2 separate regions of the Ovis aries genome follow, and region 2 is linked to region 1. Evidence: chromatin contacts called from public Hi-C data. All regions are on one chromosome and are shown on one strand. The core of a region is the stretch at or near the end of the contact, and the rest is flanking DNA. Distances in the headings are between cores, read along the strand shown.

The links. Hi-C and Micro-C count contacts between places; a contact is called where the count stands out from the background.
Region 2: a Hi-C map of muscle shows a contact between it and region 1, with 7 times the contacts expected there. The contact joins the promoter of LOC121819851 here to the promoter of BLOC1S4 in region 1. A contact is called at or near these places in 6 of 16 Hi-C or Micro-C datasets (blood, hypothalamus, liver and 2 more).

Annotation. Positions count from the first base shown.
Region 1 is chr6:113,932,549-113,937,006 of ARS-UI_Ramb_v3.0, forward strand. BLOC1S4 (biogenesis of lysosomal organelles complex 1 subunit 4) reads left to right here and starts at 1,937. Exons shown (of 1, transcript NM_001126362.1): 1 at 1,937-2,590. The coding sequence starts at 1,937. The coding sequence ends at 2,590.
Region 2 is chr6:114,264,360-114,268,817 of ARS-UI_Ramb_v3.0, forward strand. It overlaps LOC121819851 (keratin-associated protein 16-1-like), which reads left to right and starts at 1,825. Exons shown (of 2, transcript XM_042251672.2): 1 at 1,825-1,892; 2 at 4,019-4,458. It overlaps GRPEL1 (GrpE like 1, mitochondrial), which reads right to left and starts at 1,569. Exons shown (of 4, transcript XM_004010013.5): 1 at 1,488-1,569. The coding sequence starts at 1,549.

The DNA.
Region 1 (4,458 bases), core at 687-3,186:
GATGCTAACTGAGGCTGTACCCATACGGCTCTTCGGGGGAATACATCTTGGCTAAGAGATGCATGTGCACACATGGAAGGATCCTGAGATATACCAAATATGGACTGTGAACCAGGCAAATCAAAATGACTGCCCAAAGGAAACCCAGAGGAAATGCCCCATAAAAGTAATTCAAACTGCCATGAGGTCTCGACTCAGCGACTCTCTGAGTCCACTCCTGTCTATCCACACGTACACTCTTTTTCATCCTCATAAATACTTGTTTCACTACTTTCCATCTTTGTGTGAATTCTTTGCAAAGCCGAAGGGCCAGGGCCCTTGTCCCTGACACCTGGTCTAGTGGCCAGGATCTGAGGCTCTCATCCAAGTCCTGATTCAAGACGTTGCAGGCTGAGGCCACCCAAGATCACCCTGGATGTGATCTTTGCTATAAAACCATTCTTAATTCTGCTTATTCTGGCTTCCCTGATAGCTCAGCTGGTAAAGAATTCACCTGCAATGCGGGAGACCTGGGTTTGATCCCTGGGTTGGGCAGATCCCCTGGAGAAGGGAAAGACTACCCACTCCAGTATTCTGGCCTGGAGAACTCCATGGACTGTGTAGTCCATGGGGTGTCAAACCATCCGACATCGACTTTCACTTTTCTTTTGCCATTTGGAAATGCTGAGAATTTTCAAAGTCACAAAAATAGCAAAGTTTGGACTTTCCTGGCAGTCCAGTGATTAGGACTCTGCCATTCCATTGCAGGAGGCATCAATTCAATCCCTGGTCAGGGAACTACAATCCCTCAAGTCTCACAGCCAAAAAGATAAAAGTCAAGGTTTAACAGACCTTCATTTTGCTTATCTGACTTCTCTTTCATTTAACTATAAACAGCAAGAAGCTAGGTAAATGAGGGGGAAGACTATCATGGTTCCTGGACATGTTCCAAATCTTGACCTGGATGGAGGTTACTTGGCTATCAGTTCAGTTCAGTCGCTCAGTCGTGTCCGACTCTGTAACCTCATGAATCCCAGCACACCAGCCCTCCCTGTCCATCACCATCTCCCGGAGTTCACTCAGACTCTCGTCCACCGAGTCAGTGATGCCATCCAGCCATCTCATCCTACGTCGTCCCCTTCTCCTCCTGCCCCCAATCCTTCCCAGCATCAGAGTCTTTTCCAATGAGTCAACTCTTCACATGAGATGGCCAAAGTACTGGAGTTTCAGCTTTAGCATCATTCCTTCCAAAGAAATCCCAGGGCTGATCACCTTCAGAATGGACTGGTTGAATCTCCTTGCAATCCAAGGGACTCTCAGGAGTCTTCTCCAACACCACAGTTCAAAAGCATCCATTCTTCGGAGCTCAGCTTTCTTCACAGTCCAACTCTCACATCCATACCTGACCACAGGAAAAACCATAGCCTTGACTAGATGGACCTTAGTCAGCAAAGCAACGTCTCTGCTTTTGGATATGCTATCTAGGTTGGTCATAACTTTCATTCCAAGGAGTAAGCGTCTTTTAATTTCATGGCTGCAATCACCATCTGCAGTGATTTTGGAGCCCAAAAAATAAAGTCTGACACTGTTTCCACTGTTTCCCCAAAATTTTTAGAGGTTTAAAAAATCTTTTTTAATTAGAGGCCAAAAGGGAGTGATGCTAACTGATGCTCTACCCATACTCTTTTGTTGTGTGTGTGTGTGTGTGTGTGTGTTTTTAAGATTTCTGAGCCTGAGCACCTGCGCGCAGAGACCGCAGTGCCCGTGCACCCGCGTCCAACGGCTGGAAGCAGAGATGAGTGCGCATGCGCGGGCGAGTGGGGGCGGTCCCCTAGAGAGGGCGTGTGTACGTGCGGGTACGTGCTCGCACAGGGGCCGGAAGTAGTGCCGCGCGTGCGCAGGTGCAAGCGCGCGCCAAGCCCGGAAGTGGGGCTGTCTAGCCCGGCGGTTGCGGGCTATGGAGGATTTCCCACCGAGTTGCGGGCCGGTTGGTGAGGAGCCGGCCGAGGAAGCCGAGGCTCAGGTGGCGGCCTGGAGCGGGGACAGCGGAAATGTGTCGCAGAGCCACAGCAGCGCCTCGGGGCCGTGGGAGGACGAGGGCCCGGAGTCGGGCGCGCCGAGCCGGGACCCGCCGCTGCTGCGCCGCGCCGCCGAGGGCTACGCCTCCTGCCTGCTGCCCGGCGCGGGGGCGCGGCCAGAGATCGAGGCGCTGGACGCGAGCTTGGAGGACCTGCTCACCAGGGTGGACGAGTTTGTGGGCATGCTGGACATGCTGCGCGGCGACTCCTCGCACGTAGTCGGCGAGGGCGTGCCTCTCATTTACGCCAAAGCCACCGAGATGCGGCGAGTCTACAGCAAGATCGACCGGCTGGAGGCCTTCGTGGGCATGGTCAGCGCCAGTGTGGCCAGGCTGGAGGAGCAGGTCGCCAGGGCTGAGGCCGAGCTGGGGACGTTCCCCAGTACGTTCAGGAAATTGCTGCACACGATTAACGTGCCCTCCTTTTTCCACAAGGCGCCCCCCGGCAGGTCCCAGCTGACCGGCTACGAACCCCCCGTCGTCTTTCGGACGGAAGACCACTTTCCCTGTTGTAGCGAAAGACCGCAGGTCTGAGTCTGCCGGACAGCGCTGCAAGAAGACAGGTCTGAAATTATCTCGACTGTTAATCAGATCAGTTGAAATTCCTGTTACCGGACACCTCTGATGTTGGCGTACGGAATTGTAAAGTTTGGGTTTTGCACACTTGATTGCTCACTCTCCTCATCATTTCAGTGGAATGTATGGTTTTCTATGTCTTCCAGTTCAAACTTGAAACACGAAAGCTGCTTGGTAGGGGAATCCTGGAAGCAAAATGTATGAACTTACCTGCACACTGTGGCAGAACTGTTATTTTTAGGCATTTTACAGCTCAACTAACAGTATTACCTTTTCAACATTTGTATATTTGCAATACTCTTAGGAAAACTACTGAGCCCTTAAAGCCTTGTTAATTGGAGCCTAACAACTTATTGACCAGAGACGTATTCATACGTCTTTTGTTACCCAAACTATTGCCTGGAGGCAGTTCGATATTCTCTTAAAGAACAAATCAACGGCCACAGCTGTTAATTTCTGCACACATCTCCCAATCAATAAAGTGCTGATAGTGATTCAGATTTCTATAGCATGCGTTAGGGTAGATGGTAAATTATTTTAAATTATATTAAACTTTCCATATGATGGATTGTAAACCAAAGGAAATCATACAATTTTTGAGAAAATGTTTTTATTGCGACTCATTCTGAAGTTGTATTTGAAAGTATAACTACAGTCTTAATTTGTCCAAAGCTAACATGGCTATATATGATTACCAACGTTTGATTTGTAATTTTAAAATTAATAAAAAGTGTAAATTTTATTGGAAAAGCTGTCTGAAAAGGACTTTACGTGTTTGCTTTTTGTTTGTTCGAAGATAGACATGTTGTGTATGTAATTTTAGGAGTGGGATAAAGTTCACAGCTTTAGATATTTCTCCTCAAAATGAATATTTAAATCATGTGTGTGATGATACAACTAGTCTTAGGATTTTATTCTTTCACCCTGAGGACCTGGAATCTTAAACATCCCTTAAAGGGACAGAAGGCTAATCTGTTTTTTATAAGGTGGTCCTCCTAGTTGCTTGTTCAGCCTCTAACTTGTGTGCAACTGTTTTTGCGACCCCATGGACTAGGCTGCCAGGCCCCTCTGTCCATGGGATTTCCTTGGCAGGAATACTGGAGTGGGTTGCCTTTTTCTTCTCTAGGGAATCTTCCTGCCCAGGGAGCTAACCTGTGTCTCCTGCATTGGCAGGCGGGTTCTTTACCACTAAGCCACCTGGGAAATCCAGTCTTCCTAGGTAATAGTCCTCAAATAAGCATACACCTTGGTTGCCTTTGTGTCATTTATCATAGATGTTTAAGGTTCGTGAAGTAGGGATATTCTCACTTAGCTGTGGATTATGAGAAACTGTGTAATCTGTAACCGTAGTTTTCGTGGACCTTCTCTGTCACATATTTACATTTTTTTTTCAGGTAGTTCACTAATTGCAAACTAAGAACTCCTGAATTTAGAACTGGAAAAGAACAAGTAACCAACATGTAGTAATTGGTGACTTGGGTACCTGCTGTAAGTAATTGGTATAGGCTTCCCAGGTGGCGCTAGTGGTAAAGAACTCACCTGCCCGTGCTGGAGATGTTAGGAAATATGGGTTCAATCCCTGGTTTGGAGGAAAATGGCAGTCCACTCCAGTACTCTTTCCTGGAGAATCCCATGGACAGGAGCCTGGCAGACGAAAATGGCAGCCCACTCCAGTACTCTTTCCTGGAGAATCCCATGGACAGAGGAGCCTGGTGGGCTACAGTCCATGGGGTCATAGAGTTGGACATGCCTGAAGCGACTTAGCACTGCACATGTGGCATATCCACTGAATATGAAAATAGCTTCCTTACATATCTATTGCTAAA
Region 2 (4,458 bases), core at 575-3,074, 330 kb after region 1:
GCGCTGCTGTGACCTGCCCTAGTTTCCAGGTGTCCTGGCGTCTGGGTGTAAACAGTCACAGCCTTTCACGTCTGCTCCACTCAGCAGAGCCCCTCCTGCAGCAGCCAGTCTGGGTTTGCAGGGAGGCTCTGAGAGCTCCACACACAATTCAATTTGCCCTCTCCCCTACTTGAGCCTCCTTACACAAAACCTGTTCCTAGAGGCAGAAATGCACGCAGTCTTGGCAATCAACTGGATTTCCCAGGTGGCGCCAGTAGTGAATAACCCAGCTGCCAATGCAGGAGACATAAGAGAAGCGGGTTCAATCTCTGGGTCAGGCATATCCCCTGGAGAAGGGCATAACAACCCACTCCAGTATTCCTGTCTGGAAAATCCCCAAGGACACAGGAGCTTGGCTGGCTACAATCCAAATGATCGCAAAGAGTTGGACAAGACGGATCACGCACACACGTCCAGGCAATCAATGCCAGTTACAAAAATCGCAAATTGAGCCAACCGCCTGTACTCACTCAAGACTCCCCAGGCGGGTTTGTTCCCACGCTGTCTATACAATGGATCAGGCTAGAATCGCAGCTTCATCCCCTCGCCCTGTCCTCGTCCCCTTTTACCGACCCGTTTACCGTCTCACCATCACTAAATAAAGCTCCTTGAGGCCAAAGTCCGGCTCCCTCTCCGCGCAGCTTCTACTCCCATGTTCGGCCCAGAGCAGCTTCTCTTAACAGATAACCTGGTTCTCCGAAGCTCCCCCCAACGTGGAAGGTGCTAGTTCAGTTCACTCGCTCAGTCATGTCCGACTCCGCGATCCCATGGGCTGCAGCAAGCCAGGCCTCCCTGTCCATCTCCAACTCCCGGAGTTGACTCAAACTCATGTCCACTGAGTCGGTGATGCCATCCAACCATCTCATCCTCTGTCCTCCCCTTCTCTTCCCGCCTTCAATCTTTCCCAGCATCAGGGTCTTTTCCAACGAGTCAGTTCTTCGCATCAGATGGCCGAATTACTGGGAGTTTCAGCTTCAGTATCTGTCCGCTAAGCACGGACTAAACTAAGTTAGGAGGCCGGACTTTGAAACGACAGAAACCGCAAAAAAAAAAAAAAAACAAAAAACAAAAAACAAAAAGGAAAAGAAAAGCCAAGGAGAGGGCAGGGCCTCGTGACCTCCGCCGCGGCGTCACTGCTCTAAGTCAACGGCTCTCCCCCACGGTGGGTTAGGTAGGGGACTCCGCAGCACGCGGAGGGGGAGGAAGCTCGGGCAGGGCGGAAGGAGCCCGCTCGCCACCGACGCCTCGCGCGGGGAGCCGTCCCGTCCGCCCCGCGGACAGCACGGACAGAGAGGCGGCCGGGCAGGCCCCACAGGAGAAACCAGCGGAGCCCGCGCCCAGCGTCTGGAAGACCCCCCACGACGCCCAGGCCGGAGCCGGGCAGGGCTCGCGTCTGAGCCAGCGGGGACAGCGCGCCCCTCCTAAGCCTGGCCATCGGCGCCCCTTACCTGAGAGACAACGCGAAAGCCGGGAGGCTGCGCCGCGCCAGCCGCACACACCGAGCCGCCATGACTGCTGCCGGCACTGCGTGCGCTCACCGGGCATGCGCGAGACTCTATTCTTGCTTCTCCCGCCCAATTGCTTCCCCTCAGCCAATCAACCACCGTTTTTCCACTGATGGACAGGCCATATTCACCAATAATTGCCGGCCTGGACGGTGGGCGGGGTTTGAGGCCTTAAGAGGCCCCAGAAAGTGAAGCTGAGGTGAAAGGTGAAGGAAACAGACTCCTCCGTGGAGGGGCGTGGTCAAGGGAAGAACCAATAGAGAGAGAGCATGGGGAGGGCACCGGAAGTGCGGACTGAGGGGGCAAGGAGACTCTCGAGCGCGGTTTCCAGTGAGGCCCTCCCTTCCTGTACGTGCACCTCGAGGTTCGGGGCGCTCTTTGCTCTGGGAGGTGGCCAGACGCCAGGGCTTTTGCCTTTTCTCCCTCACAGCCCGAGCTGCTGGGACCGAGCCAGACTCTGGGTGCTCAGTGTAGGCTAAAGGCAAATAGGTCAAGGACGAAAGCTCGTGGACGGGCGACCGCAGGGCTCCAGGAAAGTCGGTTAAAACAGCGTTAGGCGGTCACCGCCCGTCCTGCCGGCGACTTCGCAGCGCAGGAGGGCTGACTGGTGGCCGGAGGGGGCTTCCGTCGGTACTGTGGGTTTTGTTAAGGCAAAACCCGGGAAGCCTGTGTGGTCCAGCGCGGAGGCGTCGGGCCTGGGCAAGGAGACTTAGGTGGTGTGTTTCGTTTGCACGCCTTCCACCTTCAGTTTTCTCAGTGTGTTAGTCGCTCAGTCGTGCCCGGCTCTTTTCGACCCCATGGACTGCAGCTCATCAGGCTCCTGTGTCCATGAGATTCTCCAGACAAGGATACTGGAGTGGGTTGCCATCTCTTTTTCCAGGGAATCTTCCCTACCCAGGGATCAAACCGGGATCTCCTGCGCGGCAGGCAGATTCTTTACCGACTGAGCTACAAGGGAAGCCCAATTTTCTCAGAGTAAGACACCAAAGCATACCAAGAACAGCATCGAAGACGACTTCTGGGGACACAACCAAAGCTCATAAAATCCGAATGTTTTCGTTACTCTTAACAAATGCCAGTGCTACTGTGTCTCGTGCCGCGAAGGAGCCCAGGTGCTCCTTGTACCTGGGTGTCGCAGCTGCTGTCCCCTCTGCCCGAATCGCAGAGCCCGTGGTGTCCCCAACGGAGTGCTGCCTGCGTGTCCCATCTGTGAGGACCAAACCTCTGTTCTGCTTTGCTTCCATTGAGAGCACTCATCACGTTGAATGTCAGGCCCTGGGCCACTCGCAGAAGGAGGCAAAAAGTCAAATCCAGAACGTAAGACGTTCTGCTGGGCAAATGACCCCAGTTAGGGGTCTAGAGGGAAAAAGGAAGTAAGACTGTTTGAGAATTAGAGCACATAAAAGATGGACTGTGTGGACCTTTATTTGAATCATGATCGAACAAACCAACTGTGAAAAAAGATATTTGTAAGATAAAGGGGAAAGTCAAATATAAACTGTTAGATGACAGGAGTTATTGATATTTTTGTTAGGGAGAGGTGGCCTAATGTTTAGATTAAAATAACGTAGTTGTTCGGCGATGCCAATGGAAGTATTTAAATTGCCGCAGAATTTGGAATTTGCTTTATGGTTATGCAGGCTAAAAAACAAAAACAAAAACGAGGATGGAAGAAACGGCAAAATGTTGATAATTTTGGTAGCTGGATGATAAAGTGTGGGAGTTATGACCATTTTCTTCTCTGTGAAGTTTTCTATAGTAAAGTTAAAAACACATCATGGGGAAAGGATAAATTCAGTTCAGTTCAGTTCAGTCGCTCAGTCGTGTCTGACTCTGCGATCCCATGAATCGCAGCACACCAGGGCTCCCTGTTCATCACCATCTCCTGGACGGAGTTCACTCAGACTCCCGTCCATCGAGTCCGTGATGCCATCCAGCCATCTCATCGTCGGTCGTCCCCTTCTGCCCCCAATCCCTCCCAGCATCAGAGTCTTTTCCAATGAGTCAACTCTTCTCATGATAAATTAGGATAAATTAGGAGCTTGGAACTAACACACACTGCTGTATGTAAAATAGATAACCAGCAAGGACCCACAGTGTAGCACAGGGATCTCTACTCAATATTCGTTATCACCTATATGGGAAAGCAGTCTCAAAAAGTGAATATATGTGTATATTTAACTGAATCACTTTGCTGTTTACCTGAAACTAACACAGCATTGTGAATCAGTACACTCTGCTGGTTCGCTTTGTTGCACAGCAGAAACTAACAGCATTATGAAGCAGTTATACTCCAATAGAAAACAAAAAGCTATATGCTAATAAAATTAAAACATGTTTCTCATTGGCTGTGACCTTGTGCAGCATCGTGTAATTGCTCTCAGCATTGATCCGCTCACCTGTAAAACTCGGACTATATAATTTATTTTGAGGATTAAAAGAGGTGCAAATACTCATTTCCTATCTCTTCTTAGGACTCAAGGGAATCAGATGGGAACTCTGCTGTAAAGAGCTCACAGTACAGCATGGCTATCAACAGTGATGGCTTCTGTGTCTTGAAACAGACATTGGATGGCTGTGGCAGTCGTGATGGTTCTGCTGTCACTGAACGGGGGTCCAGGACAGCCAAGAGGCCATGCGCTGGATCTACATCCAAAACGGTTGATTTTCCGGAGCGGAGGCCTGTCTGTGCTGCCACTTCGTGGCCACATTGGGAACTGCATCCTTGACAGCCTGCTGAGGTCTGCAGGTTCACCCCAGTGGAAGTCATCAGCCCTTGGACGTGAAGCTGCCCTCATGGGGAGACTCCTGCGTCAGTCCTTGGAACGCATTTCCAGCAAAGGGAGTGGGTGGCCCGGGCAGGGGGTGCAGGAAGAGCAAGCTGAACAGCCCACGGTGCCCCCGACAAGGATGG